Regions from separate parts of the Mus musculus genome. Here all the other regions are linked to region 2. Evidence: chromatin contacts called from public HiChIP or PLAC-seq data. All regions are on one chromosome and are shown on one strand. The core of a region is the stretch at or near the end of the contact, and the rest is flanking DNA. Distances in the headings are between cores, read along the strand shown. Region 1 overlaps Glud1 (glutamate dehydrogenase 1). Region 2 has its middle 12 kb from the start of Gprin2. Region 3 holds the start of Fam25c (family with sequence similarity 25, member C). Region 4 holds the start of Sncg (synuclein, gamma).

Region 1 (7,133 bases), core at 1,566-4,065, 130 kb before region 2:
AAACATGCAATTCAAATAACCACAAAGGCATCACCAGGCTGGAATGTGAATTCACCATCTTGAAATCAGAAAGCACCCCTGTAGGCAAGAGTGAGGTGCTCATTAACTTCTGATGGCAGACTGTCTCTGGGCAATGCGGCACATGTAAAATCCATAGTAGTGATCATATGAAGCATGTCAAGAACCCTAAGGACTTCAGACAAAATCTTATAACAGTCGAGCTTTTCCTATACTCACTCCTGTATTCATTCATTTATTTTATACCTTACTTCCTAACAACAGAACAAGTTTCAATATGCAGCTTAATTGCATAGGAGCTTGTCACTTGTGGAGGGAACACGGAGGGAACTCTCAGGCATAGGAAAGCAGAGTTAAGAGGATGCTGTGCCCAACCCCATCCCAGCCAGTCTCCCTTTAACATTCTACTGAGTAACCTTACTTATTTAAGTTAACCAGAGCCTGTAGACCAAGAACTATTAAGACAAAACTACTTAGAAACTGAAGAGTAAACAAGTACACATCACAAGAAATATTCCTATCTCACAAAGAACTTATTAACACAGATACTAGGCAATAAGAATATCAAGCAGGTGAAGTATCCTTAGAAATGGAGCACGCTCACAAAAGCTCCTCTAACTGACCCGAGCACTCCTCAGAGATTGAAGGAGAATGGAGTAGCGAGTTGATGACATCAGCCTCACCGCCACCTCCAGTGAGGTAAAGGAACAGCTAATACACATTAAAACCACTAGCTTCTAAATGACATCAGATTTCTCACATCTTAAAAATACTGTTATAAATCCAGTATTTAGTAGTCACATCCCTTTCCATGCTTCAGAAAAGGGTGTGAACAAGGCAGGAAAGATCTCTCCTTAGTGTCCTTGTTCCACACTGCAGCGAGAACCTGAACTTGTTAAAAACAAGCTAAGCTGTGTCTATGAGATCTATAATAAAACCTGGTTTCTAGAAGGAAAAGGACAACTATACCTAAGGTTTATAAAAGCAGGAGTTTCTTCAAGATCATTACTTAGTAGGTGTTTCACTCTATACAGAAATACATAGGGCAATACATACCAATAAAACCCTTCTTGGCCAGCTCCATAGTGAACCTCCGTGTAATTTTTTCTAATTCATTATCCTACAGAGAGAAACAAACAAACACACAGAGAAACACATTTTTGATATAAAGATCAAATGGAAAGAGGATTTTTTGTTTGTTTGCTTTTTGAGACAGGGTTTCTCTGTATAGCCCTGGCTGTCCTGGAACTCACTCTGTAGACCAGGCTAGCCTGGAACTCAGAAATCCGCCTGCCTCTGCCTCCCAAGTGCTGGGATTAAAGGCCTGCGCCACCCCCTTCCCTCACCTCCCCGGCTGGAAAGACACTCCCAGTACCACTTGTGGAGCAGGCACTTTTAGTTACTTTTTTTTTTCTTTTTTCTTAGGTATTTTCCTCATTTACATTTCCAATGCTTTCCCAAAAGTCCCCCATACCCTCCCCCCAACTCCCCTACCCACCCACTCCCACTTTTTGGCCCTGGCATTCCCCTGTACTGGGGCATATAAAGTTTGCAAGTCCAATGGGCCTCTCTTTCCAGTGATGGCCGACTAAGCCATCTTTTGATACATATACAGCTAGAGTCAAGAGCTCCGGGGTACTGGTTAGTTCATAATGTTGTTCCACCTATAGGGTTGCAGATCCCTTTAGCTCCTTGGGTACTTTCTCTAGCTCCTCCATTGGGGGCCCTGTGATCCATCCAATAGCTGACTGTGAGCATCCACTTCTGTGTTTGCTAGGCCCTGTCTAGTTACTTTTTTGAGCCATGGTTTTACTATGTAGCAGACTAGGCAGACCTGGAATTCACTATGTATCTCAGAAAAATGATTTTTCTTCCTTTCTTTTCTTTGTTTGTTTTTTGAGACAGAGTTTCTCTTTCTAGTCCTGACTGTCCTGGAACTCAGAGATCTGCCTACCTCAGCTTCCTAAATCCTGGGATTAAAGGCATGTACCACCACTGCCTGGTTAAAAAAAATAATAAAATAAAAAAGATTTCAAAAGGCCTGCTTGGACTACAGAGAATTCAAGGCAACCCCGTGAAGCCCTGTCTCAGTATAAAAAGTAAAGAGAGGGTTGGGGAGATACAGCTCAACGGGAGAGCATCTGCCTAGCATGTGAGGACTAGAGTCTTGGTTCAGAGAAGGCATGACTGAGGGAGTCTTACTGGCTGGCCTTGAACTTGCTATCTAGTCTAGACTGGCTATGAACTTAGAGATCCACCTACACCTGCCAGACGTGGTGTTTGTAACTCCATCACTGGGAATACCGAGGCAAAAGAATGTGGAAACAAATAAGGCTATATAGGTATAGGCTATAAAGGGAAACTTTGTCTAAAATGTGTATGTGTGTGTGCATAATGCAGAACATGACAGTGCGTCCTGCAATCCCAGTACCTAGGAGGTAAAAGAAGCCATCCTAGGGTGAGTACACACACACACACACACACACACACACACACACACAAGTACCAGGTCAGCCAGGGCTTCAAAGTAATAACATCCTCAATCCCCCCTCTTTTCGGTTTCTGTCGTTCTCTCTCATACACTCACACAAAACAGTTATAACTATATGGATCCTGAGGTGGTTTCAATAGGGATGGCCCCTATAGACTCATGTGTTTGAATGCTTGGCCCATAGGGAATGGCACTATTACGGAGGTGTGGCCTTGTTGGAGGAAGTGTGTCACTGTGGAGGCGGGGTTTGAAGTTTTCTATGCTCAAGCTGGGCCTAGTGTGGCAGTCTCTTGCTGACTGTGAATCAGGATGTAGACCTCAGCTTCTTCTGCAGCACCATGTCTGCCTGCATGCTGCCATGCTTCCTGCCATGTTGACAATGGACTAAACCACTGAAACTGTTAGCTAGCCCAATTAAATGTCTTCCTTTATAAAAGCTGCTGGGGTCAAGGTGTCTCTTCATAGCAGTAAAACCCTAGGGCAGACTCCATGGGTCATCCTATACTTTCATTTAAATGTAAAGTTTTAACATGGGTGTGGCGGCTGTGCCTGTAACCCTAAGTCTCAGGAGGACAGCTGAGAATGAGGTCAATCTGGGTTAGGTCGTGAATCCCTATCTCAAAAACAAAACAAGATCACATGCAAAAAGGGAGACAGAGTTGGGGTTTAACACAGATGCTTAATATAGGCATAAGGGTTAAGAGAGCAGCAGTTAAAAAAGAGAAGACATATATATCCAAGTGCGTGGGTGTGGGCTTCTTGAAAGGGTTACAGAGATAAACAAGACACCCAAGTATGGGTGACAGTGTGTTCAAGGAGTCATCAAATGGTGAATTTCAGAGAATGAAACCACACAACTAACTACTGTAGCAACCAGTTTTAACTAACTTGGAACTAACAGAATAAACATGATTTTTACTAGATAAGTTGTTTGTTGCTAGAATAAAACCTTGGTATTAAAACTTAAGATCAAAATCTTATTCATGTTTTAATTTTTAGTTTTCCAAGACAGGACTTCTCTGGTAGCCCTAGCTATTCTGGAACTTACTATGTAGATCAAGCTATCCTTGAACTCAGAGATCTGCCTGCCTCTGCCACCTGAGTGCTTGGATTAAAAGTGTGTGCCATCATGCTGGGCACAAAACTTAAGATCAAAACTTTTAAAAATTAAAAAATTTAGATGTATGTCACGGACTCTGGTGGAGTCAGCTTGTGAGGCAGAAATGCCAAAAAGCTGCTCATGAGAAATGAATTTCTAGGACTCTCCTCCTGGATATTCTGGCGAAAGCCAACTCTCCAGTTTGGATCGGTTTGTCAGGCGAAAAGCCTGGAAGCTGTTTTACGAGGATAAGAGTCCAGGGAAATTTTCCTCCCAGAGTTATGGCATCTCTTACCCTAACCCATTATATTCAAATTTCCACCACATTAATCTAGTGTATAGATTCACGTGCACTCTATTAAGCATCACCTTATAGTAAATGCCTTTTAAGATTGTATTCTAACATAGCTAAAGCCTTTTCCCAGTGTTCTTAGATTCCAGATAGCAGCAAGGAGCTTAACCCATTTAGTAAACAATTAAGCACTTGCCATTTTACTCAGCTGTTTACAGATAGAGACTAAAAGTCTCACTGAGATAGAAATCTTTTACTACAGGCTACTTCCATGTCAAGTATAAGTTGATATACTACCCTGATAAGGGGAAACTCTCCAGACAAGATAAGTTTTATTAGACCTAAGAATTTAGAGCTCTGTGATAGCACATTACTCTTAAGGCCTGTCAAGAGTTAACAACCCCCTGATGCTTTTAACCTTAAAGTGTGAAATTCTTGCCTGGCATTAGGCTGATCCAAAGGCAGGGCTTGTTATCCCTAATGTAAACATTTAATTAGTCCCTGTAAATTCCTTTCTGCTGTAACTGGTGAATTTCAGTGTATCTTGTCTTTTTGTGATTTGTATCCTCTGATAATTCGTTGTAATATAAGTCTGAAGCTCAACCAGAACATTACATTCAGATTCAACACATCTTTCGTGTATCTGTCTGTCATTTTCATCCGGAATCTTTGTCCATCTGCCTAAGAAATCCCGTTCTTCACAGACCAGGGACCCAGATTGTCTGTGGCAGATGTAAATGTCTATTAACATGAGAAGCACAGCCATCAACAGCAAGCAAGTGTGGCAAGATACATTAGGAAATTTACAGCTGAGTCAACCATTAGCTGTTTTCCAATTCCTCCAGGAAAGCAATGGCACCATTAACCTCACTGGCATGAGGAGCACAACTTTAGGCCCTACATGGACAGTGCCAGCTGGATACTTACTGTATAGTTCTTGGGGTTGATCTTAACGCCTGCTTTAGCACCTCCAAACGGTACATCTGAGAGAGAATAGTGAAAGATATTGTTCCATAAAAGCTTAAAAAACATAAAAACAGAAAATATTGCCAATACAGAGAGAGCAAATATCATCAAGTATGTTTCTCAAGTATTTCATCTTCTTCCTTACCTATACACAATTAGTTATCTGGAGGATGGAGTCCAACCCTAGACAAGAATTTTATGTCTCCTATGTACATAATGTACTGGTAATGATGTAGGACATTTTACTGTTGCCTACATTTTGTTTTTGGTGTTTTTTGAGACAGGGTTTCTCTGTGTATCCCTGGCTGTCCTGGAACTCACTCTGTAGACCAGGCTGGCCTCGACCACAGACTGACTTGCTTCTGTCTGCAGAGTGCTGGGATTGAAGGCATGCGCCGCCACCACCACCACCACGCAGCCTGATACCTACGATTTGACAATAGCTCACCTCATAAGTTCAGGTATGGAGTTTTCTACTTGGAGCACTATTTTGGTGCTCATATAGTTTCAGATTCTGAATTATTTCAAGACAGGGTTTCTTTGTGTAGTCCTGGCTGTTCTGGAACTCACAGATCCACCTACCTATACCTGAGTACTGGGATTAAAGGCGTGAGCCACCACCACCCAGCTACATGACTGCTTTAATTCTAGAAAATTCCCAAACTAAAGCCAGTGCTGAAGCCGTAGCTTAGTTGGTGGAGTGCCTGCCTAGGATGAAAAATGCCCTGGATTTAATTCTCAGCATCACAAGAAAACACAGATGTTAAACTTGAAATGAAATCTTACTGAACAGGTATCATATATAATGCCAGCCAGGTGTTAACTGTATTTAATCAGTATTCTATTACTTCTAAGAGAATATTGTATTTGCTTTCCTTCCACTATGATTTATTTAGACCATGGATGAGCATTTAAAACAAGGGTGTATGCTTCAAGAAAATTCAGTTAGCTTCTATAAAAATTTCACTGTTTTAAGTTTGGAAATGATGACAAAGTTCTTATTTCTTTAATTACCATGTTCTCCTTGGTGATATATATTCTATTACCTATGTGTTACAATCTATACTGACATACAACTATAATGCAAACACACAAATAAGGAGGGAAACCAGTCTTTACTTCCCATAGCCCTTAGAGAGATCCTAAGCAACAAAATGCATGTGTTGTAATTCAGAAATGGAGAAGACTATGAAAGAAAGTAAAAAAATCAGGTCAGGTTTGGTGATAGACACCTTTAATCCCAGCATTTGGGAGGCAGAGGCAGGAAGATCTCTGAGTCCAATGCCAGACTGATCATAGAGTTTCAAGCCAGCCAGGGATATATATGTGTGTGTGTGTGTGTGTGTGTGCGTATGATACTATCAACAAACAAACAAACAAAGTTCTTTCAAAAAACAAAACAGTTCTGTTAAATGTTGTTGTTGTTGGTTTTTTTTTTTTTTTTTTTTTGAGACAGGGTTTCTCTGTGTAGTGCTGGCTATCTGGAACTCACTCTGTAGACCAGGCTGGCCTTGACCTCAGAAATCCGCCTGCCTCTGCCTCCCAAGTGCTGGGATTAAAGGCATGCACTACCACTGCCCGGCCTGTTAAATATTTTTATAGCATACTAAAAGTAACCATTGGGCCAATGAATTGGCTCAGCAGGTAAACAGTCTTAGAAGCTTGACAACCTAAGTTTGATTAAGAACCACCTCTACAGTGTTGCCTCTGACTTCCACACACATCATTATAAACAAGGTAATAAGGAGAATTTTAAAAAGTAGCCGTGCATAGCCACATTTCCCCAAAGAGTCGTCAGGCATCAGCAGAGAGGGCCACTCACCGACCACAGCGCACTTGTATGTCATTAAGGAAGCCAGTGCTTTTACTTCATCCACACTCACGTCAGTGCTGTAACGGATACCTGGGAGATTCATTTAGAAAAGGAGGGAAGACAGAATTACATCCACAACTTCTGCTAAGTTAACAAAATAGCTATAAATTGAAAACGCCATGCCTCTTATATTTTACAGACAAGCTATTCCTATATACACTGAAATACCTTTTTTCTTTTTAAAGTTTATGAGACAGGGTTTCTCTGTGTAGTCCTGGCTGTCCTAGGACTTGCTCTGTACACCAGGTTGGCCTTGAACCCTGTGCTGAGCTAGGTATTTTATGTATAAGGACACCATAAAAGGTAAAAGGAGGTGGGGCTGGAGAGATGACTCGGGTGGTTAGGAACACTGACTCTTCTTCCAGAGGTCCTGAGTTCAATTCCTAGCAACCAC
Region 2 (7,252 bases), core at 1,716-4,215:
GTAGGAAATGGCTAGAGCTGAGAGACTCTGAATGTCAGGGTTAGAAATGGCCTGTGTGTTAGGAATGCCCTAGCATGGCCTGGGCTGTGGGGACCAGTAGATTTGGGTGGGGAGAGGGACCCAGAGTCTTTCCGTCTGGTTTTATTACCCAAGGGCTTCTTAAGGCCCAGGAGGATGGAGCAGTCTGCTGAAGACCCCAGACTCCTGGCCTACGGCTCCTTCAGTCATCGTATTAGAGCTCCAGGGTTAGGTAGACTAAGGGCTTCAGGCCTGAGTTCCTGTAGGATTGAAGCTCTAATAGGCTGTGTAAGGGGAGCGCTTCCGGGACCACAGGGACTGAAAGGTGGCTTATCTGCCCTGTCAGCAAGGTCCTGCTGCTGCAGAGGAGGTAGGGAAACTGTAACAGAGGCCTTTGGCTTGGAGCAGAAATGGCATGTCAGTGGATCAAAGAAAGAAGGCAAGATAGGCTGGCTCCAGGCAAGAAGCCTCATAGTAGGGTAGTCTTACTGGTACTATGCCTTTCCCAGGCGTCAAGCACACTCCTTACAGACATGGCATGTCTGAATAGTTGTGTGACCCAAGGCAAGTGCCTGTGCTCTGGCCAGGGGTTGAACAAGGTCATTGACTGTCTTATAGATTTCTGATCTAGATCTCTGGCTGGACATTTGGGGATCCCGTTTGGAGGTGATGGATCTCACTGTATATGTTTGTCTTATTTTGAATAAAAATTAAATACAAGTTGAGAGATTAGAGCTTTGACAGGCCATGGCAGAAAGGGGGCATTGGGCATGGCTAGTCTTGCTTCCTTTGATCTGGTAAATTCTGTCCTCTGAGGCATGAACCCTAGAGTCCAAGGGCTCCGTGTCCTGGCAGGTTTTTCCCTCTGTCTTCTGGGACCACCCCCTTCTGTCTACTCGTTCTCCTTTCGAGCATCTTGGGTTTAGGACAGATGAAGCCTGGCTTCCTGAAGCTTAGCACCCCCGAGACTGCCTTTCTGTAGGCAACACACAGGAGTATATCCCTTGTGTATATTCTAGGCTGCCATCACCGTCTTAGGGAACTACTTCAAATGCAGGCTCTTTACCTACTGGCAGTCACAGTGCTGAAGAGGGAAGAGTCCTCTACCCCCTTAGATGTCACCTGGTTTTATCTCTGACCCCTGGACGTGTTAGATAATTGACAGTAGCTGAACTGGACCCTCCCCATGCTTTGGGCTTGGGGAGGGCCACCATAGCCTATGTGTCTAGAGCTGGGAATTGAATTCTGAATTCACATTGGTGTTCATAAAGTCTTGGGCTAGACACCAGCCCTGAAGACCTGCAACTTCTTCAGCTCTGAAATGGGATTGAAGCCATATTTTAGCTTTGGCTTGTGAGAATGAAGTTTCATAACCCACGTAAAACTTAGTGCTGGCCGTGTTGCCCAGTGTTTCATGGCCAGGGGGTGGGGGTGGGGGATGTGGCTGCCACCACAGTCCACATGGCATTCCCTTAAAGTTCCTTCTTCAGAGCCTCATCCAGGCCCAGTTTTGTGCCCTGAATAGGACACGTGCCTTCTGGCTGGGAACCTCTGAAACCATTGCTCCTAGAGCCAAGCAGAGGAGGAGATCCCCTCCCTACCAGTCCTCTGAGGTGAGGAGAATGAGGTAGGGAAGGACAGAAACCAATCAAGGATGTGACTTGGGGCCAGTCGAGGCTCTACAGCAGAGTTCGGGCTTTCCCGGGGTGGACAGCAGGCCCCAGGCTCTCATGCTCTTGAGTGTGCAGGCTTGGAAGCTCCAGGTCCTTGGGGGTAGGCTTCTGTAGTGAGCCCTAGGATCTGTCCCAAAGGGAGTGCTGTGTACCCACAGGCAGATGCATTTGTGCCTGCATCTGCCCATCACCTAGTCCATATGGCCTGTGGTCCACACACTGCCCAGGCCTTTTCCTCTGGATACTGTTTAGAAGCAATTCTGCCACACTAGTGATCTTGATTAAAGGTGAAGCTTGGCCTCTGTCCATGCTGAACTCCTTCTCGTTTGTCATTTGGCCTGGCCCAGTTTTGTCATCTGAAGCTATGGCTAGTCCTTCATGAGTTCTCATCCAACTTGTCAGGCAGGGCAGGGCCCCTGTGGAATCTGAAGTGGGACTCTGGATTATTCTAGTGTCATCATGAGCCCCCAGCTCCTCCCCCACAGTGCACACCACATCACTGGGGGGAGTCATTTGTGGCAAATTTGTTAAAATCAGCATCACCTAAACCAAGTCCCAGGACCCTCTTCTTCAGAATAGATGGAGGCTGGTATGGTCTAACAGGATTCACTCCACTGCCCAGTGTCCCTTCCCCATCTTAGCTGCTTCTGATTGACACACTGTTCTAGATGCTTGAGATCAGTAAGCTAAGCGGTACCCAAGGGGGCATCCCCCTCTCTGCGGAGAAGGGGAGGGGGCAATGGGAGAGGGATTTGTAAGGGTGGGACTGATAGGAGAGAGGGGACTGTGAGTGGGATGTAAAGTGAATTAAAAACAAAAAGATTTGCTTATTCTGTCTTCTCATCCTAGGGGGAACAGAGACCAGCTCTACCTTTGGCCTGGGCATAGCACCTGCTTAGCCTCGATCCCCTAAGGCTGCTGTTCTAGCACAGTCCCTAACCTGCTAGTTTCCTGGAAGGTGATCTTGAGGGTCAGAAAGGAACCTCTTTAATGTCTGTCCTTTAGAAAGGACCTCCTCAGAAACATCCTACACTTTACCCACTTGTTTTGGAGGGAATTCCTAGAAAGCCCTGGGGACCCTGCTGACCTGTAGGCTTGGGGGAGCATGGGGTTGGTGTGGGTGCTGTGGTCACACACAAAGAGCTAAGAGCGCCAGGGAAAGGTGAAGATGCTAAAAACCGAGGCCGATGGGCGTCAGACTCTTACTGCAAGAGCTGGGTACATGTCGTGTCACCTTTTCTGTCCTTGAGCGGTGACTCTGCAGAATTCGTGCTGAGTCATGGGCCACCCTCTCCTTTGCAGATAGCCAGAGTCAGTGCAGCAAGGAGGGAGGTCTGGGCCCTGTAACATGAGCTCTTCAAACATATCCTGCAGCCCATCTTTCCTGGGCTCCCTTTATTAAGAAGGGAGATGAATTGAGGAACTGAAGTTTGGGCTGTGGGGAGTGTTCAGTTTTAAGGTGCCCACAGACTTGCCCAGTCTGTCCTGGCTGGGGACTTTTCACTTCACAGCATCTTTCTGGAAAAAGACCTACAGTGCCTTTTTTTCCCCCATCATGTCTGTGCACCCAAGAGCAAACTGGCCTTCTACACTCTCCCATAGATGTTCTTTCTCCAGCATCTTTATGTTTTCTGTCTCAATTTCTCTTGTCCCTAGAATATGTTGTCTCGCCACTGTCCCAATATCCTTGTCCCTGGAGCCTCCTTCAGTTTATGTCAGGGGCCTGTCTGGCCTTGGTCCTATCACTCCAAACCGGAGGCTTTCTCTTCCCACGGCCTGGGGGTATTTCCCTTAGGCCATGGCTTAGTCTGGGTCTCCGAGTCCTTGATTTTTGAGTGCCTAGACCCTGTCCCACCTATTTTGTTTTTCTTTGGACACACACTAAAAGGCCAAGTTTGCAAAACAGCTTCTGGGCAGATCCTTAGACAGGTAGATCTCACTGGGGTCGCTCTGCTGGATTTCTGAAGAATCAGAAGTTGTCCGTGGTCCTGCTGGGTGGCCTCAAAGACTGAGGTCAGAAAGAAGGGCATCCCAGAGTCCTAGGTTTGGGGGGCACACTTTCTGGCTTATAATGCATCTTATCTTCTTTCATATGTTCAGAATCTTGCTTGGCTTGTCATTAGGTTTGGGTGTGGTTTGAGCCTCCTTGTAGGGTGAGTACAAGCACACCATCCTACCTTTGTGCCTTTCCTGTGCGGAACTGGGCTCCTATCCAGTTAGTCAGGACTAGAGACTGGGTCAGGAGATTTCTGATTTTGATACCAGCTGCCCACATCTGCCTCCTAGTTCTGAAGCAAGGAGCCTCTGTAGGGCTTGAAGTTTCCATATGTGTCTTCTCACTCCGTACCTCTTGTCCTGCCTCCTTGGCAGCCCTCCCCCACAGTGGCTGTGCAGTCCTGTCCCCTCTTTTCTTTGCTCAGTTTTAAACAAGGGTCTGGGAGGACAGTGGCCATGGATGACATTTTGTATGTAAGCGTCCTGGATGTGTTACTTTGGGAGAGTTTCTGGTTTTCTTACTGTAGAGTTGGCGATACTGGAGGAGGGGATAGGTCTCTTGTGTGAGTTTCCATTCCTAAACTCACAGTGCATGGGGAGGTGGACTCTCCTCTGGGCAGGGCAGGAATAGGAATGTGGTCGCAAGTCACTGGCCTAGGAATAGTGCTGAGCATTGCTGAGGCAGGCACAAGTCAGCAAGGACATCCTGCTTTATTGGAGATGTTTTACTGTTCATATTTCCATGAATTCTGGTTCTAAGATGTTACATTAAAACAGTGCTTGTCTTAATTACAAAGTCTTTTGGCATGCTTGCACAGTTGTTTCTTAGCCACTGCCTGATTACCAGGTCCAGGGTCTTGAGTCCCCTTAGTTCTCTCCTGCTCTGGAACTAGGACTTAAGAGTAGAGGTGGCCTTTTGGCTAAGATCAAGTGAAGGGTAGAGGTTGACTTTCCAGCCAAAGCTGCAGCTGCTCCAAACCACCAGAAGGGTGGCCAGACGCCCTCTACTGGGAAGGTGGGGCACAGCATTAGACCCACTTAGTGGGTGGAGCCTCTAGTGGGAGTAGGGAAGTATTCACCCTGGGGAGTGAAGCTCCCATGGCTGGTGGAAGGCCCATCTGGGTAGACAGTCATTTCACTGCGACATCCGTTTCGAACACTTACTCCCTTCCTGGGGGACTCCGGTCCAATCTGGAGCATGGGTAGAGGATCCAGAGACGACAAAGCTAGAGAAGGCAGAGCCAGTGCAGTAGCCCACGGCCTGCTGGGGGAGATCGGACAACACGCATTCTCCAGATGGACTGTGTGAGAGTCGGAATGGGAACCTTGCCCCTCCCACCTAGCCCATGTGGCTATGTAGGCCTTTGGCTCAACCTTCAACATTTCACGCCTCAAATGTGCTTGCCTATCTTACGGAAGAAAGTCTTCCCAGGCCTGAGGAAAAGGTGTGGATCGTCAGGACTGTCCCCATTCCAGGCATGTTTGACAGAAGAGACCAGAGAATACTGGTAGGCTAGACGTGAAGGTGAGCCCCCTTTGGTGGTGACTAGAAGAGACAGACCGGGTGGGCATGAAGCTCCTTGTGGGGAGGCAGCATCTCTACGTGGAGGACGAGGCTGGCTGGGGATCAGCGCATACTGGGAGCCTGGAGAGGGACTGGAGAGAACCTGTTTCTTACAGAGGGGTTTTAGAGGGAGGGGCTGAGGGTGTGCATGGGAACGAATGGGAAGTGAATGTGAGCTGGCACCCTGGCTTCTCTGCCTACATGAGGGGCAGGGTGACTGTCCAGACAAGCATTCCCCTTGTCACTCCAGGTCACACGGCATCTCAGGTGCTGTCTTAGGATCTCTTGACTTCGAGTAACTGAATCGTGAACTGAAAGCTACCTGGACGGTTAGAATGTTCCCTTCCCGCTAAAGAATTCAGGAGGTCTCTGGTTCCAGGGTTGATTCTATGGCTCAACAAGGAGATCAAAGAGTCAAGTTCTTTCCAGATATCTGCTCTGCCATCTTTAGGGGCTTAGTGAGGGCTGACCTCATGGTCACATGATAGCTGCTGCACTTCGAGGCATCATGAGTGTATCCAGAGCTGCCACAGGAAGATCTTCACATATGCATCTGAACGACTGAAAATTGGGTTCTTAGGCTGGTTCATAAAATAATTAAAAAAAAAATGGTACAAAGCCAGTTTTACTAGGCTTTTCGAGAAGGGGAAAATGGCAGGCAAACTATAAGTCTTGAGAGGTTGCCAGGTGGAGGGAGATGGAGAAGAGGAGGAGAGATGCTCACAGTGGTTGACTTAGGCCAGCATGTTGAGGGTCAGTAAGCAGTCACCTGGCAGAGTAACAGTGGATGCAGGAGGAACAGCTTCGGAGAAAGAGGGAGAAAGCCCAGAGTGTCTGGGAACTCACACCTAGGCCTTGTCTAGCATCTGAAAGCAAAAGAAATAGGAGAAAAAGAACAAGTTATGTTCTTATGATTAACTCAGAAATGTAAGCAGGTTCTACAGTTGCCGTGTAATAAACATTCGGCAGGCATCTGCACTGAGGGAGGGGCTTCTGGGAGAGACAAGTACATCATCTCATTAAAAGGATGACTTTAGTCTTCCCCTCCCCGTAGCATGTCTTCAGGTAAACCAAAGCTGGAAAGGGAAGTTAGCAGGGTGGGGGTGGGCCCTGGCCAGGTGATTGACAGGTCCAGTTGTGTTAACTCTTAAAAGGAGGAGATAATAGAATATAATGTTGATCTCGTGTCTTCTGGCCTGGCCAAACTAGTGGACTCTTTATGACATCTGTGGTTTTGACCTTTTCAGAGGGTCATCTCTTGGGGCTCATGTGATATTGATCCTTTTCAGACTGGCTTCTCTCACCTAGTGAGGTGGAGTTGAGCTTCCCCTGGGCTCAGCAGCTTGGAGACCACCTTGTGACAGCTCCTCCCTCTCACAAGTATTGATTGTCTCCCTACTGAGATGTTACCTGTGAGTAAAGGACTTCCTAGTGTCAGGCTCTCTCACCTGGGAACTGAGCTCACACACAGGGGTACCGGATGGCCACACTTCCTGCTCCTCACCGTGGCCCACAGCTTGTGCTGTGCATCGAGTCGGCTGTGGCTTGTGCTGTGACACCTTCCTGTCCTCAGAAGCAAACTCTCTTTTGCCATGTGGGCTCTGATTCCTTGTTTCAGAGTCCGGGCCATGCTGCCTGTCCCTTGTGTTGGGACTGAGCTCCTCTTGGAGCCTCCACCATGGCTGTTGCCTCTCTGTCTGTCTGTCTGTCCATGTCATCTATAACCTTTATCATAAACTCTGTACTCCCTAAAAGCTGTATCCCATTATATGGATGTGCCAGAGAGTATCAGTCCTGCCGAAGGCCGTCTTGTTTGCTGTGTGTTTGAACTGTAGAAATCAAACGTCTACAGACATCATCAAAGAGATGCAATAAAAGTCCAGCTTGGTTGGAGGAAATGCCAAACTCAAACCTCTCTCTCACAGCAGCTGCCCAGATTTGTATTCTCGCTAGCAGAGTACGAGAGGTTTACTCATCTTTTTATTCCTGGTTATTATACAGC
Region 3 (6,522 bases), core at 2,592-5,091, 160 kb before region 2:
CCACACTGCTTTTCACAGCAGCCGTACCAACTCTGAAATTAGGCTTGATACCGGCTTTCTTTTCTTTCTTTTGTTGTCCCACACAATTCTAAGGAGGGGAGAGAGAGGCGATTTAGAATTAAGCCACTGTTTCTGGAAGGATAAGCTGGTATTTTGATCCCCTTCCACACCCACACACTCTCTACCAGCTCCCCTGGACTGCTCTCCTGGGCTGCATTACCTGGGCTCCTGACTCTGAGCCTAACTGAGACCAGTCAGAGGGAAGGAAGATGCTGGCTGGAAGCTGAAGAGGTAGCTATTTTCTCAGCAGCTTCCCCATTGTGGATGGTTTAGATGTGTCCATGTTTCTGGGATGATGGCGGCAGCTTCTGTCCCTTGACTCTTCCACAGCCACAGCTCCAGGAGGCAGGGATCTTATGTCCCCCCGAGATATCTAGAGAGATAATAGTTGCTATAATTCCTGATGATTAGTGTCCCACTGTCTGTTATTGTTTGCCCCTGTGAATGGTCCCTTTCTGAGCTCTCTGGTTTCCACCAGGAATCTTGCTGATAGCCTGAATATGTGTAAGATGACACAGCCTGTTGGGTGTAGCTTCCTCTGGTGACCCACAAGCCAGGTCTATGAGAGTCTGGATGAACAAGGCTCTGCTATGACTGGGAGGACTCAGCATGTGCAGGATTTGTGGGTACAGTATACAGTACAAAAACTCAGATCTGCGAGCTGAAGTATGAGGCAGCGGAGGCAGGATGGACGACCACCCTTTGGATGTTTTAGACAGACATGAGACAGCAGTCTCTGTATTTAGCCACCCAGAGTAAATATTTTAAAAAGAGCACTGGTGTTTGCTAAGTTGGCAATCGGTATTTAAAAAATCAGCTTTCCTCGACTTGATGATTCAGCCAGCAGGTCCTTTGCCAGACTGGGTTGCTGAGCAAATTCTGCTTGGAAAATTGGTTCACTCCTGTTAAAGCCAGATTCTCTCTGACCCAGGGAAGACTAGACTTGGCCTGCTGGCTCAGGATAGGTTTGCCTGGGTGTCTGTGTTCAAGGGTTGCTCCCCTGGAGTGTCTTCCAAGATGGGGCAATGGAGGGCAGACTCTCCCACCTGAGGTATCTTCAGTCTCAAGCAGGTGAGGAAAGCTACCCCGTGACACAGAATCTGTCATGGTTAGGAGAATCTTTGGCTAGAAAGGGATCCATTCTCAGGAGTCTAGAGGAGCACAGAAGACCTCTCAGGACACTCGGGGTGGCTTGGGAGACCAGGGAACAGGTCACAGTTGGAGTTGAATGACCAGTAAGACTGGACCAGGGCCAGAGCCATGGGGTCAGGGACCTAAGTCCATCTCTGGATGGTTTGGTCTCTCCTAGTCCCTCGACTTTTCCTGACATTTGGGGGTGTGTGTGTCTGGGCAAAGGGTAGTCGAGTGACATCACTGGAGTGCTCACCCAGAGACGCTGTCCTAGGAAGGGCAGTGTTCCTGGGCAGCAGGGCCTGAAGGGCAGGGGGAAGGAACAGCACCTTGGGCTGTGTGGGCTGACTTTTGACAAGGGTCTGTTGGGGCTAGTGAGCTTCAGAGAGGAGAGCCAAGCTGAGAACAACGAAGGGTTTATAGGGAGGGGTCCAGAGGCCATTCTAAAGCTGGCAGGGGAATAGCAAGAGAGGACCCTTATGAGAGTAGGGGTCACATGCACTCTCAATGGAAACAGGGCCTTTGATGGTTCCAAAACTATCTCCATGCATTTTGAAGCACCCCCCATCAGTACACTCCTTTCCCAGCCTAACACCCCAAGTGGAAGGAATACTCTGGAACTTTGTCTTGAGTGAGGAAAGTAGGGAGGACTGGACTTACTTGAGTTCCAGGGACCTTAGTTTCATGGTCATTTTTGCAGCCATGAGAGTATGTATGTATACACACACACACACACACACACACACACGCATATATCTCCAGTTGTACGAGTAGCAAAAATCACATATTTGTGTTCTTTTCTCTCTTTTAAAAAGGTCTTTGTGTATATGTACATTGTGTGTATGACTGCAACAGGCATGTGTGTGCTGTGACATATGTGTGGTCAGAGGACAACATAGGGTATCAGCCCTCACCGGCCACCTTGTTTGGGACTGAGTCTCATATTTTTCCCCACTGTACATACCAGGCTAGACAGTCCACAAGCATCCTGTGGTTCTCCCGCCTCTGCCTCCCATCTTCCTGGACTAGTTGTAGGATTATGGACACTCCATACTGGAGCCGGCTTTATGCAGATCCTGGGGATTTGAACTCAGGCCCTTAGGCTTATGTGGCAAGTGCTCTGCCCACTGAGTAATCATTTTCCCTGCCTTCTATTTCTTAAGAAGGGCTCTTCCAAGTCACCTGTCTGTCCACGTCTGCCCCAAGGAGATAGCAATGATATGGATGGGGCTTGGCTATGTGACCGGAGGTCCTGCTGCCCATAGCACCCTTTAATCACAGTCCGGGTCTACCAATACCACACAGGAATGTGGGAGGACCTCAGCTCTAAAGGGCATGGGCTATGAGGGCCCTTCGTCTGGTAAACACTAATTAAGTCGTGTCATACCTAGCAGGGCAGGTTTGAGGGATGAGAGAGGCTTCAACAGGGAAGAGATGTTAGCCATAGTCTAGATTATGTAAATAGGGACATTGGATGACCTTCTGGCCCTGGCCCTAGGTCAATGGAGTCCATATCCCTCATCTCTTTAGCATCAAGGGGTCTAACATCCCAGCTGCGCCTTGGTCCCCTGCCGTAGTGAGCAGGGCCTACTGTCTAGAGGAATTTCTTGGATGAGCAGGAGGGAACAGGTATTTGCAAGAACCTGTGTACTTGACCCACTGACTATCAATGACACAGCCAGGAAGACATAGCTATCCCATTTTATAGATGGAGAAACTGAGGCTTTGTTTGAACTAGTGATTAAGGGAGGTAATATGTGGAATGTGGCTTGAGGAATCTCTGCCTATCCTGAGTAATGAGGGAGGCACCCTGACCCTCTGTATCCGACACACCAGGAAACTGTAGAACTGCTCCTAGGGGGAATTCTAGTTAAGACAAGTGGCGATGGGGTCTTCTGCCTCATTGTCTAGGATATGGGAAGTGAAGTGGCTACGGTTAAACTCACAGATTTCCCTAGAAGCTGCCCCCCCCCGCCCCAGGGTACAAAGCGGCCAGCATGTCCCCATGTGCTGGCTGCCCCAGTCCTGGGTAACCCGGGAGCTAAGATGAGAGAAAATCAGCTGACTGAGCCAGGATGACCACATGGGTCAATGCTGTGCCCTCCAGACGGTCAGGCAACACTCTGAGCCCCCTGTCTAGGGGCGACTACTTGGCTGTTCTGCTGGGGCAGGGTCCTTGGCAATGGGACCACTTGTGTCTGGCCTCAGGGGTGCTTTGGTGCTAGGCTTTAGAAGGCTGACTAGGCCACAGACAGGACTCTTGACAGGCACCCCAGAGGTCTTGACATCATGCACACAGCAGTGCCCAGATTTAGAGAGCCTAGATCCCAGCTAGGACCTGGCAGAACTATTGTTCCCAAGTGCTATCTTCTCGAAGAACATTTGAGCTCCTTGCCCTGGAGACCAGACCTGTTCAGAGATGACCTCTCTGGTTCTGCCTTTTATCTCTGCTTCACAGGGTCCTTGAAGAGGGGGTAGTGGGTGGGGGCTCATTGAAAGAAGGCTTGTGCACAGTACTGGGGTAGCCCCACCCAGGCTCTGACCTGACTCATCTGCTCAGCCTACTACTGGCTAGGTAAGGGCTTGGTGCCCTGGAGCCTGGCAGGCTGTGGTAGGCATATATAAAAAGCACGCTCTTCCAGTCTGAGGAGCAAGCTTTACCTGTCACTGTCTGCTGCCATACGATGCTGGGAGGCCTGGGGAAGCTGGCGGCCGAGGGCCTGGCCCACCGCACAGAGAAAGCCACTGAGGGAGCAGGTAAGGGCCTGGGCTTTCTATCTGCCCAGAAGTTGGCAGCAGACTCCTCCCTCTGGGTCTGTTGAGAGCTGATTCCAGCAGGCAGGCAAGGGTGTTTGGGTAGGCTAAGGGCCATCAGGAAACTTGACCTGCTGGCCCCACCAGGAGATAGCAAAGTCAGAGGCACAGAGGCTGGGGTAGTTGCTCAGAAAAGAGTCACAGCCTTCCCACTAGGGATTTGCTTCATGACCCAGGCTGAACTTGCTTGGAGGTCAGGAGGAGGCCAACCCCAGGGGTGGGGGGTGGGGGTGGGATCCAGGAGGCCAGCAGGAACCGGTGGCTTGGGTCCTTCTTTCTGGAAGCCTAGAGTGCCTTTTATGTCAGTATTGCTTATTTCAGGGCCTGAGGTTGTAGCTCGGTGGTGGAACATTTGTCTATGCAAGGTCCTGGATTTTTGCAAGAACCCTAAAGCAAAACGAAACAAAACTCCTGCCTAGTTTGATCAGTTTATGCAAAAATCTAGGAGGGTGGATTTTCATTTTCACCATGCTTTAAAGCTTCAAAGGTTCTTTTATTATGAAACCATGGAGGCTGATCCTGCTCAAAGTCTAAAAGGACGTTTCCATTTCTTCCAAGAACCTAGAACAGGGTTCTGCCGGCCAAGGCCTCCTGGTACATGGTCGTATGACTCCTACTTCAGGACACAGATAAACACCTGAGTCAAGTTGGCAGTCTCTTTGGACATGGCTGCAGCAGACACATCAGCACTTACTTCATTCTTAGCCCAGCAGCTGGATCTGACCCTCTTCTTCTTCTGTTTTTTTTTTTTTTAAGATTATTTATTTTATGTATATGAGTGCACTGTAGCTGTCTTCAGGCACATCAGAAGACGGCATCAGATCCCATTACAGATGGTTGTGAGCCACCATGTGGTTGCAGGGAATTGAACTCGGGACTTCTGGAAAGAGCAGCCAGTGCTCTTAACTGCTGAGCCATTTCTCCAGCCCCTGACACTTCTTATTCCTTCAGCCTTCTTAGTTGTGAGGGACACAGCAGAGGAAGGTGGTATTAGAAGCAGTTCTGGATCTGAAATTTGGGTTCAAGCTCCCACAAAACCTCCCAGAACCTGGAGGTAATTAGGGGTATCCTCTTCCAGGAAGGGCTGCCTTGAGGAGCTTAGCTTCTCTGAGGGTGTCCAGGTGTGGCTGAAGCAGGACAGCCAGCTCTTCCTAGCTAACAAACTAGCTAGCTAGCTAACTAATTGACCATCAAACCTACTTTGGCTCAGGCCTCCAGTTGGCAGAGGCTGGCTGTTCTAGGTATCCATGCCTTTCCTGGCTGAGGGGAGGGGCATGGAGGGCTTTGTACATCTCCAGCAGCCAGGGGTCTTGAGGGGCTATGAAGAGAGGCAGCTAGGGGTTCTTTTAAGTTGTCTGTCATGACTGGGGGTAGCATGCCAGAGTCTTATTGTCTAGAGGCACCCAGGCCATCATGAGGGAAGCGGGCTTACATATACCTTCACTCTGAATTTGTCCTCTCTTTCCAGTTCACGCAGTGGAAGAGGTGGTGAGCGAGGTGGTGGGCCACGCCAAGGAGGTTGGAGAGAAGGGTAAGGCTGAGGTTGCTTGGAGATGGGAGATGGGAGCATGTAAGAAGGAGAGAAGCGGGGAAGGAAAGGACAGAGGGCTGCATGTAGGTCTACAGTAGAGTACTTACCTAAGTGGTTGAGTCCCCAGAATGGGAACAGAAGTAGGGAGGGAGAGAATGAAGTAGGCAGGCAGGGAGCCAGGGAGGGAGGGAGGAAGCCCTTGTGCTAGCCTTAATCCTTTTCTTGCTCAACTAGACCTAGCCCTGCCCCAGATGTAGCACCCTCTCAGCTGGGATGCAATTATCTGTACATTCTCCCCATATGCAATTATCTGTAGGCTGTACCTTGTGTTAGGGCTCCATCCAGGCTGTTTTCTCTGCCGAATGTTAAGAAGACAATACCGCAAAAAAGTGTCATGGCAATCATGTATTTAAATATGTATTTACTTAAAACTTTACTCTGTACGTGTTACGCCATGAATAGAACAGTGTACCTAAATGTTACCTCCATTCTCTACAACCAGCGGAGTCCAGCTGGACGAAGGGCTTACACTTAAATATATGAATATATTAAACAGTTAGGCTGTAATTCTTTAAGCTAAACAGCTAGAATGAAATGTCAGGAATTCATCGGCTCATAAACAGCAGAACTCGCTGTTTCTGTAGCCAGTGGAGGAGCTTGCCTAGGCTCCCAGAACCTGGGAGAATGAGGCAGGAAGATTGTGAGCTTGAGGCTAGCTTGGGTTACATAGCAAGCATTAGTCCAGCCTGAACTATAGAGCGAGACCCTCACTCAAGACCAAAGAGGCAAAATAAGGAAAAGAAAGAACTGTGTTGCTCTGGGCCCTGAAGTCTGGAACCCCCAGTGGCAGCAGAGGAGCGCCTGGTGAAGTTGCCTCCTGGCTCATGCATGGTACCTTTCTGTCATGTCCTCATGTGGCAGAACTAGCTTGCTCTCCCGGGTGGTGCCCCTCTTGCTCACGAGGCTCCGCCTGCCCATCCCACTAA
Region 4 (6,897 bases), core at 2,674-5,173, 180 kb before region 2:
CTGTGAAGCTGCCTTTGTAAGAGCGTCTTTGCTGGCCAAAGAGCCCATCTCTTCAGGTTCCTTTCAGCTGGAGGCTGCCCCGTCTGGCAGCCATGTTTTCTGAGGCCTGCATCTAGCTGTTAATGTGACAGCCCAAGGAAGTACTCCTCCTTGAACCAGGAGTAGTGGAGTGGTGTTGTGTCTCCGCAGGAAGCCCAAAGCCCATCTAACAGGCAGCTTGGGTTTGGGACTCCCTGACCGTGAGCCTAGAGGGCTCAGCACTGGTCTGTGGGGTTCTGCCTATACCCAGAACCCTGTGCTCAAGAGCGAGAACAGGCACAAGAGTATATGTGTTGGCTCCACTCTGCTGCTGTGTGTCCTCTAGCTATGTGCTGAACAGCTCTGGGCCTTGAGCTAGCAGCTACGATAGTCCCTAGTGTTCCTTCCATTAGGTGGAGCCTGCTACTGGGAGTAACGTTATAAAATCACACTCTACATGGGGGTGGGTCAGGACAGAGAACACCAGGCTCCAACTATGAGATCTGAGGCTCTGAATGGAATCAAAGTAGAAGACAGCCCATCTCTTCAGGTTCAGCATGGCCTCTACCACAGACCCAGCCTCTCTGGAGCAGCTGACTTGGGTCTGGAGAGTCCATATTCTCTATACACAACCCCACCAAGGAGCTGGGAAGAGCCGGGTGGTGGTGGCGCATGCCTTTAATCCCAGCACTCGGGAGGCAGAAGCAGGTGGATTTCTGAGTTCGAGGCCAGCCTGGTCTACAGAGTGAGTTCCAGGACAGCCAGGGCTACACAGAGAAACCCTGTCTTGAAAAACAAAAAGGAGCTGGGAAGAACCAAGGTACTCCTTGCTAGTTTGCTGGCCCTGCCTCTGCAGGATCTCCAGGGGCTTGGGAAACAGCTAACCAGGTCCCTCTTCTGCCCTGGGACCTGGCAGCCTGGGCACGCAGGGTGTGGAGGCACCAAGTTGTTTTGTTTTACCGTTCTTCCAAAAGCTCTTATCCCTGTGAGTCCAGAGCCTGCCTGGCCCCTGACCTATGGAATTGGGGGGCCCAAATAGAAAGCAGGAGGCCTGGCTCTAACAGCAGAGACTTTAATGATTGATGCCGATGCTGCATTCCCCCAACCCTGCCCCCCACTCTGTTGATGGAGTAGTGGAACACAGCGCCTGGATCCCCCCACAACCCCCTTCCCCTTCTGCCCAAGGACCTGAGCAGCACTTCCGCCTCCTGTCACAGGAACTTGGGAAGCAGTCAGCCCAGGAAGCTGCTGTGTTTCCTTCCTTTCCCACCAGGCTCTCTAGATACTTCAATAACTTGGATGGTGGGGTCCAAGCTTCTTGGGATATGAAAAGGAAACCCCGGAAGGCAGGAGCCCTAGCTTGGGTGACCTGGGTATTCCTGAGCCCAGCTCACTATGCACAAACCCCTCTAGTCCCTAGAGTCTGGCACAACTCCACCTAGGGAAAGATGGAGGGTCCTCTAATCCCAGGGGCTAAGGGAACAAACAGACCTTCTCCACACCCAGGGGGAATGAAGAACAAGGACCAGGACTCCTCCCTTCTGGCCCCTCAAGCTCCTCCATCTTTCCTTTGGAGACTGGGACCTGCTCCTGGTGGCTCTAGGGAAGAGAGAGGGTTGGTCCCTGGTCCTGAAGTCAGAGGTAGATGGTAGGACTGACTGCCTCCGTGAACAGTCGCCTTGTGTTTGTGAGCCTGTGGTAAAACTAGGGATGAACAGGACACCCCTTTCTCCCTACACCACCAGACCCACCCCTTCTTCACGAAACAGCACATATGTCCTCTCACGAGGCAGCCTCTCCATGGCCAGGCCTGCTTTCCAGAAAGCTCCCAACAGCTATTCCCCTAAAAGAGTCAGAAGCAGACAGAAACCTGGTCCAGGGGATTTGTCTGGGAATTCTGTTACAGTCCCTTTTCTATGTAGTGGGGAGGCTGGGGCGGGGGGGTGGTAGGGGTAGGAGGGGGATGTTGGCCGTTTACCCTACAGATCCGACAGTTTCCACTCTGAGAGTTAGGTATGAAAGCAAGGGTCCAGCTCTCTGTGCCTGTGACCCAGGGTAGATGACTCAAGCACTGTGAGCCTCAGGCCCCGCCACTGTGAATCAGGCTGCTAGGGGAGAGGAATGGGGAGAATACCTGAAAAGTGGAGCCCCAGAGGCTATCCCAGGAAGTGGCATCTGCGTGCCACCTTGAACATGTCGAGACATGAGACTCCAAACCCTGAGGGACAGACCTAGAGTCCTGGCACCTCTAAGCATAAAGGCGATGTCGGAAAACCTTGCCTGGGGTCTCACTGCACCCTGTCCGTGCAGGAGGCTTCGTGAAATTGCTCTAGGATTCCCTGCCTCCATGAGCTCTGGGGACTGAGGAACCCTTGCTCTGTTTAGTAATCCTGGCCTGGTACTCTGGGCACTTAGATCCAAATGCCTTCCCTGTGAGCTGCTGTCCCCTAGGGCTTAGGCTGGGCCAGCCTTACAGAGGCTCAGGTTTCAGAGCTGAGCTCCTTTGAAGAGCAGGAGCGATAGCCCCATCACCTGGAATCATCTAGAACACCCAACCCTCTGAGTCCCATGCCACTAGTGGGAGCTGTGTTACCTGTTGCAGCCCCACCCAAAGCCCCTGCTATAGGTCAAGCAGGAATCACCCTGCCATCCCCAGCCTGGGGCCTGGAGTACCAGATCCAGGAAACTAGCATCCCTTAGCTATAGAGATAGCCACACATCAGCCCATTCCTCAGATGTGTATCTGGGGCTCAGACATCATCTCCCGATCTCCGACAAGGGCAGGATTTCCTTACCGTCTGATGGGGTCTCTGCTGGTATCCTCAGCCCCTAGTCTCCAGCCTTCAGGCATGCCGGGCCTATTGAGATGGGAGAACTTGGTACCGGGGTCCTGTGCCCAGGACCCTAGCAGTCCCCAGCTCAGGTACACCCCAAAGCCCAGCAGCAGTGTCGGGATCATGGTGAGGGGCTCCTGTGCTGATGCTCAGCCTTACAAGTGACTCTCAAATTTGCTGGTGATGTGGTCTTCAAGCGAAATGTCAGAAAGAAAAGAAAACACGAGGACAACAAAGGGAGGAAGTGGCCTGGTCCGGCCCACCCGGCAAGTCTCATCCGCCCCCGCCCCCGCCCCTTCCAGCCTGGCCCCCTTGGAGGCCTCCAACCACTCAGGTCAATTCCTGTGTCCTGAGGGCACTTGAATCAGGGACACGGGATTTGGTAGACACATAAAGGTGGCCCCATTAAACTTATTTCTCCAGGACTCTGTCGTGGGCCTGGAGGAGATCTGGTGCCACCCATACTGTTGGCCAGGAAGTGGGGAACGGGCACATCACACCTGCTCGGCACCTTGGGCTATGGGAACTAGCAGGTGGGTGGGAACTCAGAGAAGGAAAGGGACTATGCTAGAATCACACAGCGGGCAGCCCAGTCTAGGGCATGGGGAGCAGCTTTGGGTGTTTCTGGCCTCAGCCTTCCAACAGGTTTGGCTAGAGCTCCAGGCTCAAGAGCATCCAGGATACAGTGGGGAACTGGATAACAGGGCAGCCTGCAGGTTGGCCATTCATTGGATTGGCCCTGACCCCGGCCCAGCCTGGGACACTGAGGCATCATCAGTCAAGGCACTTTTCTTCTGCATATAAGAGCCAGGGCACGAGACCACCAGGGCTTTCCAAGGATGAATGAGGTGTAATGATAGATTAGGATATGTCCAGCCTCCAACACGCTCTCCCTCCCCCAGGGCCAACAAGAGTCAGCAGGGCAGAATAGAGCCAGTAGGGGCCCGGGCCCTGCTCGCTGGTATCCCCGTGAGGCATGCCTTCTCTCTGGCCCGCCCTCCCTGCCCCCACCCTGGCCCGGGCTGGCTGGGCTCCAGCCAGCAGCCACAGCATCAATATTTCATCTGCGTCAATAAGAGGCAGTAGCAGCAGAGACAGCGGCTGCGGCAGCACTCCAGTCCATAGCTTGCAGCAGCCAGGTTCCATCCTTGCAAACACCATGGACGTCTTCAAGAAAGGCTTCTCCATTGCCAAGGAAGGTGTTGTGGGTGCTGTAGAAAAGACCAAGCAGGGAGTAACGGAGGCAGCTGAGAAGACCAAGGAGGGGGTTATGTATGTGGGTGAGTGTGGTAGGTGGGGCGGGGCGGGGCGGGGCAGGGTGGAGGGGTCCCTAATGGAGGGCAGATGCCTCCCTCTGCAGATTCCCCCAGCTTCTAGAAAGCGTTTTGAGATGAAATTCTGATTGTTGAGGCAGGGTCGCACACCCTGGAGAATATGGTAGTATCTAATTGTCTTTGATACTCTGGGGGAAGGGACTCTGAGTGGGACAGGACCGGAGTGCCACACCTACGTGTGGGCACTCAAAAGCATGCACACACATGCCTGGAGTCTCCTAACCTGGAGACCCTGAGGTAATGATCTGCTCAGGTGGACCCCGCTTTCTCCAATGGGAGTTGCTGCATCTGAGCCAGGCCACTCCTGGCTTAGAGGGGAAGGGTAGTCTGTGAAAATGGGTCCCATTTAGTGTTCAACCCACCCCCAGCATTCTGGGCTCTTTCTAAAGAGGGGACAGGGGTGGCTAATCCTGTGACTCAGCTTTCTCTGCCCTGTTCAGCTGCTGCTTCTGAGGCCGGGGCCACGCCCATGCAAGGGCCATAGCCCTACCAGTAACAGTACCTCAGGCCTGGTCTATTTTGTCCCCTCTTCCTGTCCTGTCTCCTTCCCGTCTGTCCTCTGTCCTTCAGACACAGCAGGAAATGGCCTTTTGAAGGGGCTACTGTCCCCAGACGCCATCCTCATCCCCTCCTGGCCCCCACATTGTGTCCAGCTGTTTGCCCTGACCGCTTGTACACCTCTTCCTCCAATAGGCACCAAAACCAAGGAGAACGTGGTACAAAGTGTCACCTCAGGTAAGATGACCCAGAACTGGGGACCCCACAAATCCTGCCCTATATCCAGGGTCCATACCTGAAGTCCTCTTTGTACCAACTGGAGCCCTAAGCCCTTGGTGACCCAAACCACTACATGCCCTGAAGATAGACCATCACATTGTTCTGCCCTAGAGTCAGACAAAGGGATCGAAGTAACTAGAAGTCAGGCATCAGGCATCTGGGCTCTGGGAAGGGGTTGCTCTCCTCAGCTTGGGTAGGCAGCAGTGGAGGGGGCCAGGGCTGAGTCCAACCAGAATCCTCTGCAGTGGCTGAGAAGACCAAGGAGCAGGCCAATGCCGTGAGTGAAGCTGTGGTCAGCAGCGTCAACACAGTGGCCAACAAGACCGTGGAGGAGGCTGAAAACATCGTGGTCACCACCGGGGTGGTGCGCAAGGTAAGCCTGGTTCATGTCCTTTTTCTAGGCTCCCCAGCAATAGGAGGCAATTCTGCCCTCGTGAACACACGGGTAAATAGCACTAGACACTGCTTAACTTTACAGACAGTACCCACTGTGTGCTGGGGCGACTTGGTATCTCTGTACCTGTTCATATCAGGAATCCCCATCACACTCCAAGAGTGGGGACTTGGGATTCATTTTATGCACAAGGAAAGCGACATGCAGACCATGGCCAGCCCCATCCCCTTGGCATGCAGGAAATACATATCACAAGGGCAGTGTATGGTGACAGGCTAAAGCTGAAAGCCACCACCAGAGCTACCTTTTATCTTTTATCCAACCCTCCCTCATCCCAGGGTCTAGCTTCCACCTCCCAAGGAAGCAGTAATGGCAACACTGCCCACTTGTGGTGGGCAAGTGGCAGGGCTCCGACTCCACCCTCTGCTGAGGTCTTTGTGTGAACATGTGGGTTGTATGTGCATTATTGGTAGGGTAGAGATGTGTGTGAACGCATATGCGTGGAATGCATGTGTGAATGGATGCGCATGTGTATGTACGCATGTGGCAGGCAGTGGATAAAACAGGGGCATCAGGCTCTCTGGGGATAGATGCCAGAAGTAGGAGCTGTCTCCGCACTTGCCAAAGAGTAAGCTCTGCTTTAAGTCTTTTACACTTACTAACCTATTTAATGGGGCCCCAAATTCCACCAAACCAGATATGGAAGGAAGGGCCTAGAGAGATTAGGTGATATGATGCACCACGGTCACATGGCTGGTCTCTGCCAGCACGTAGGTTCCGTGAGTGGCCAGTTTCTGAGCTACACCCTTGAAAGACTGAGTATGGACTGTGCATGAATGGGGATTCCAGAATGGAGGTTGGGAAGGAAGCTAATTCCAAAGACCTGTTATGGTCAGCCACACACACTACAGCAGGCAACCCCAATGGTGCAGCCCTAGGCTTCCCACACAGCCAATGCCACAGAAGACTACTGTAAGGAGCAGGAGAAAGGGGAGGGGTCACTCACCCCAAACACCTGCTTCCAGGGCCAGCACAGGGTCTCCTGTCACTGGAGTGTGTAGGTGCACCTCTGCAGGCTGTGTGACTTTGAGAAGATCCTCTCTGGATTATACCCATTTCCTCATCTGAAATGCTACACCTTAGGGCTTTGGGAGGAGGCAGAGAAGTGATACTAGGATGCAATTCTGCCAGGCACATGGTTAGTGCCTGTGATGGTCTGTTTATGCTTGGCCCAAGGAGCTGCACTATTAGGGGGTGTGGCCTTGTTGGAGTGGGTGTGGCCTTGTTGGAGTGGGTGTGGCCTTGTAGGCCTGGGCTTTAAGACCTTTGCCCTAGCTGCCTGGAAGCCTTCTCCTAGCGTGGCCTTCAAATGAAGACGTAGAACTCTCAGTTCCTCCTGCTCCATGCCTGCCTGGATGCTGCCATGCTCCCACCTTGATGCTAATGGATTGAACCTTTGAACCATTAAGCCAGCCCCAATTAAATGCTGTCCTTATAAGAAGTGCCTTGGTCATGGTGTCTGTTCACAGCAGTAAAACCC

What was found. HiChIP or PLAC-seq counts read pairs in DNA pulled down with a chosen protein or histone mark.
Region 1: an H3K27ac HiChIP or PLAC-seq map of embryonic stem cells shows a contact between it and region 2, with 6 read pairs. The contact joins two enhancer-like sites. A contact is called at or near these places in 1 of 484 Hi-C or Micro-C datasets (the G1E-ER4 cell line), 3 of 115 datasets of contacts at active chromatin or transcription factors (all in embryonic stem cells) and 2 of 9 other capture datasets (liver and pancreatic islet).
Region 3: an H3K27ac HiChIP or PLAC-seq map of embryonic stem cells shows a contact between it and region 2, with 13 read pairs. The contact joins the promoter of Fam25c here to the enhancer-like site in region 2. A contact is called at or near these places in 4 of 39 promoter capture datasets (the SN4741 cell line, liver, maxillary cranial neural crest and 1 more), 5 of 484 Hi-C or Micro-C datasets (erythroid progenitors, granulosa cells, liver and 2 more), 3 of 115 datasets of contacts at active chromatin or transcription factors (all in embryonic stem cells) and 2 of 9 other capture datasets (adipose tissue and liver).
Region 4: an H3K27ac HiChIP or PLAC-seq map of embryonic stem cells shows a contact between it and region 2, with 6 read pairs. The contact joins the promoter of Sncg here to the enhancer-like site in region 2. A contact is called at or near these places in 3 of 39 promoter capture datasets (the SN4741 cell line, maxillary cranial neural crest and pre-B cells), 5 of 484 Hi-C or Micro-C datasets (embryonic stem cells, granulosa cells, liver and 1 more), 4 of 115 datasets of contacts at active chromatin or transcription factors (all in embryonic stem cells) and 2 of 9 other capture datasets (liver and pancreatic islet).

The regions. Positions count from the first base shown.
Region 1 is chr14:34,319,518-34,326,650 of GRCm38.p6, reverse strand. It overlaps Glud1 (glutamate dehydrogenase 1), which reads right to left. Exons shown (of 13, transcript NM_008133.4): 2 at 6,689-6,769; 3 at 4,828-4,883; 4 at 1,075-1,138. Among named protein-coding and RNA genes, the nearest start is that of Glud1, 12 kb to the right of the region's middle. Within about 2 kb of position 2,815, at least 6 of the 459 cell types and tissues checked have an H3K27ac peak or open chromatin away from gene starts, as enhancers often do. A contact at or near this core is called in embryonic stem cells, where this site is marked.
Region 2 is chr14:34,186,279-34,193,530 of GRCm38.p6, reverse strand. It overlaps a transcript of Gprin2 not described here. Among named protein-coding and RNA genes, the nearest start is that of Gprin2, 12 kb to the left of the region's middle. Within about 2 kb of position 2,965, at least 18 of the 459 cell types and tissues checked have an H3K27ac peak or open chromatin away from gene starts, as enhancers often do. A contact at or near this core is called in embryonic stem cells, where this site is marked.
Region 3 is chr14:34,352,712-34,359,233 of GRCm38.p6, reverse strand. Fam25c (family with sequence similarity 25, member C) reads left to right here and starts at 3,841. Exons shown (of 3, transcript NM_183278.2): 1 at 3,841-3,948; 2 at 5,474-5,536. The coding sequence starts at 3,876.
Region 4 is chr14:34,371,695-34,378,591 of GRCm38.p6, reverse strand. It overlaps Sncg (synuclein, gamma), which reads left to right and starts at 3,923. Exons shown (of 5, transcript NM_011430.3): 1 at 3,923-4,132; 2 at 4,880-4,921; 3 at 5,209-5,336. The coding sequence starts at 4,012. Mmrn2 (multimerin 2) reads right to left here and starts at 3,088. Exons shown (of 7, transcript NM_153127.3): 1 at 2,814-3,088. The coding sequence starts at 2,977.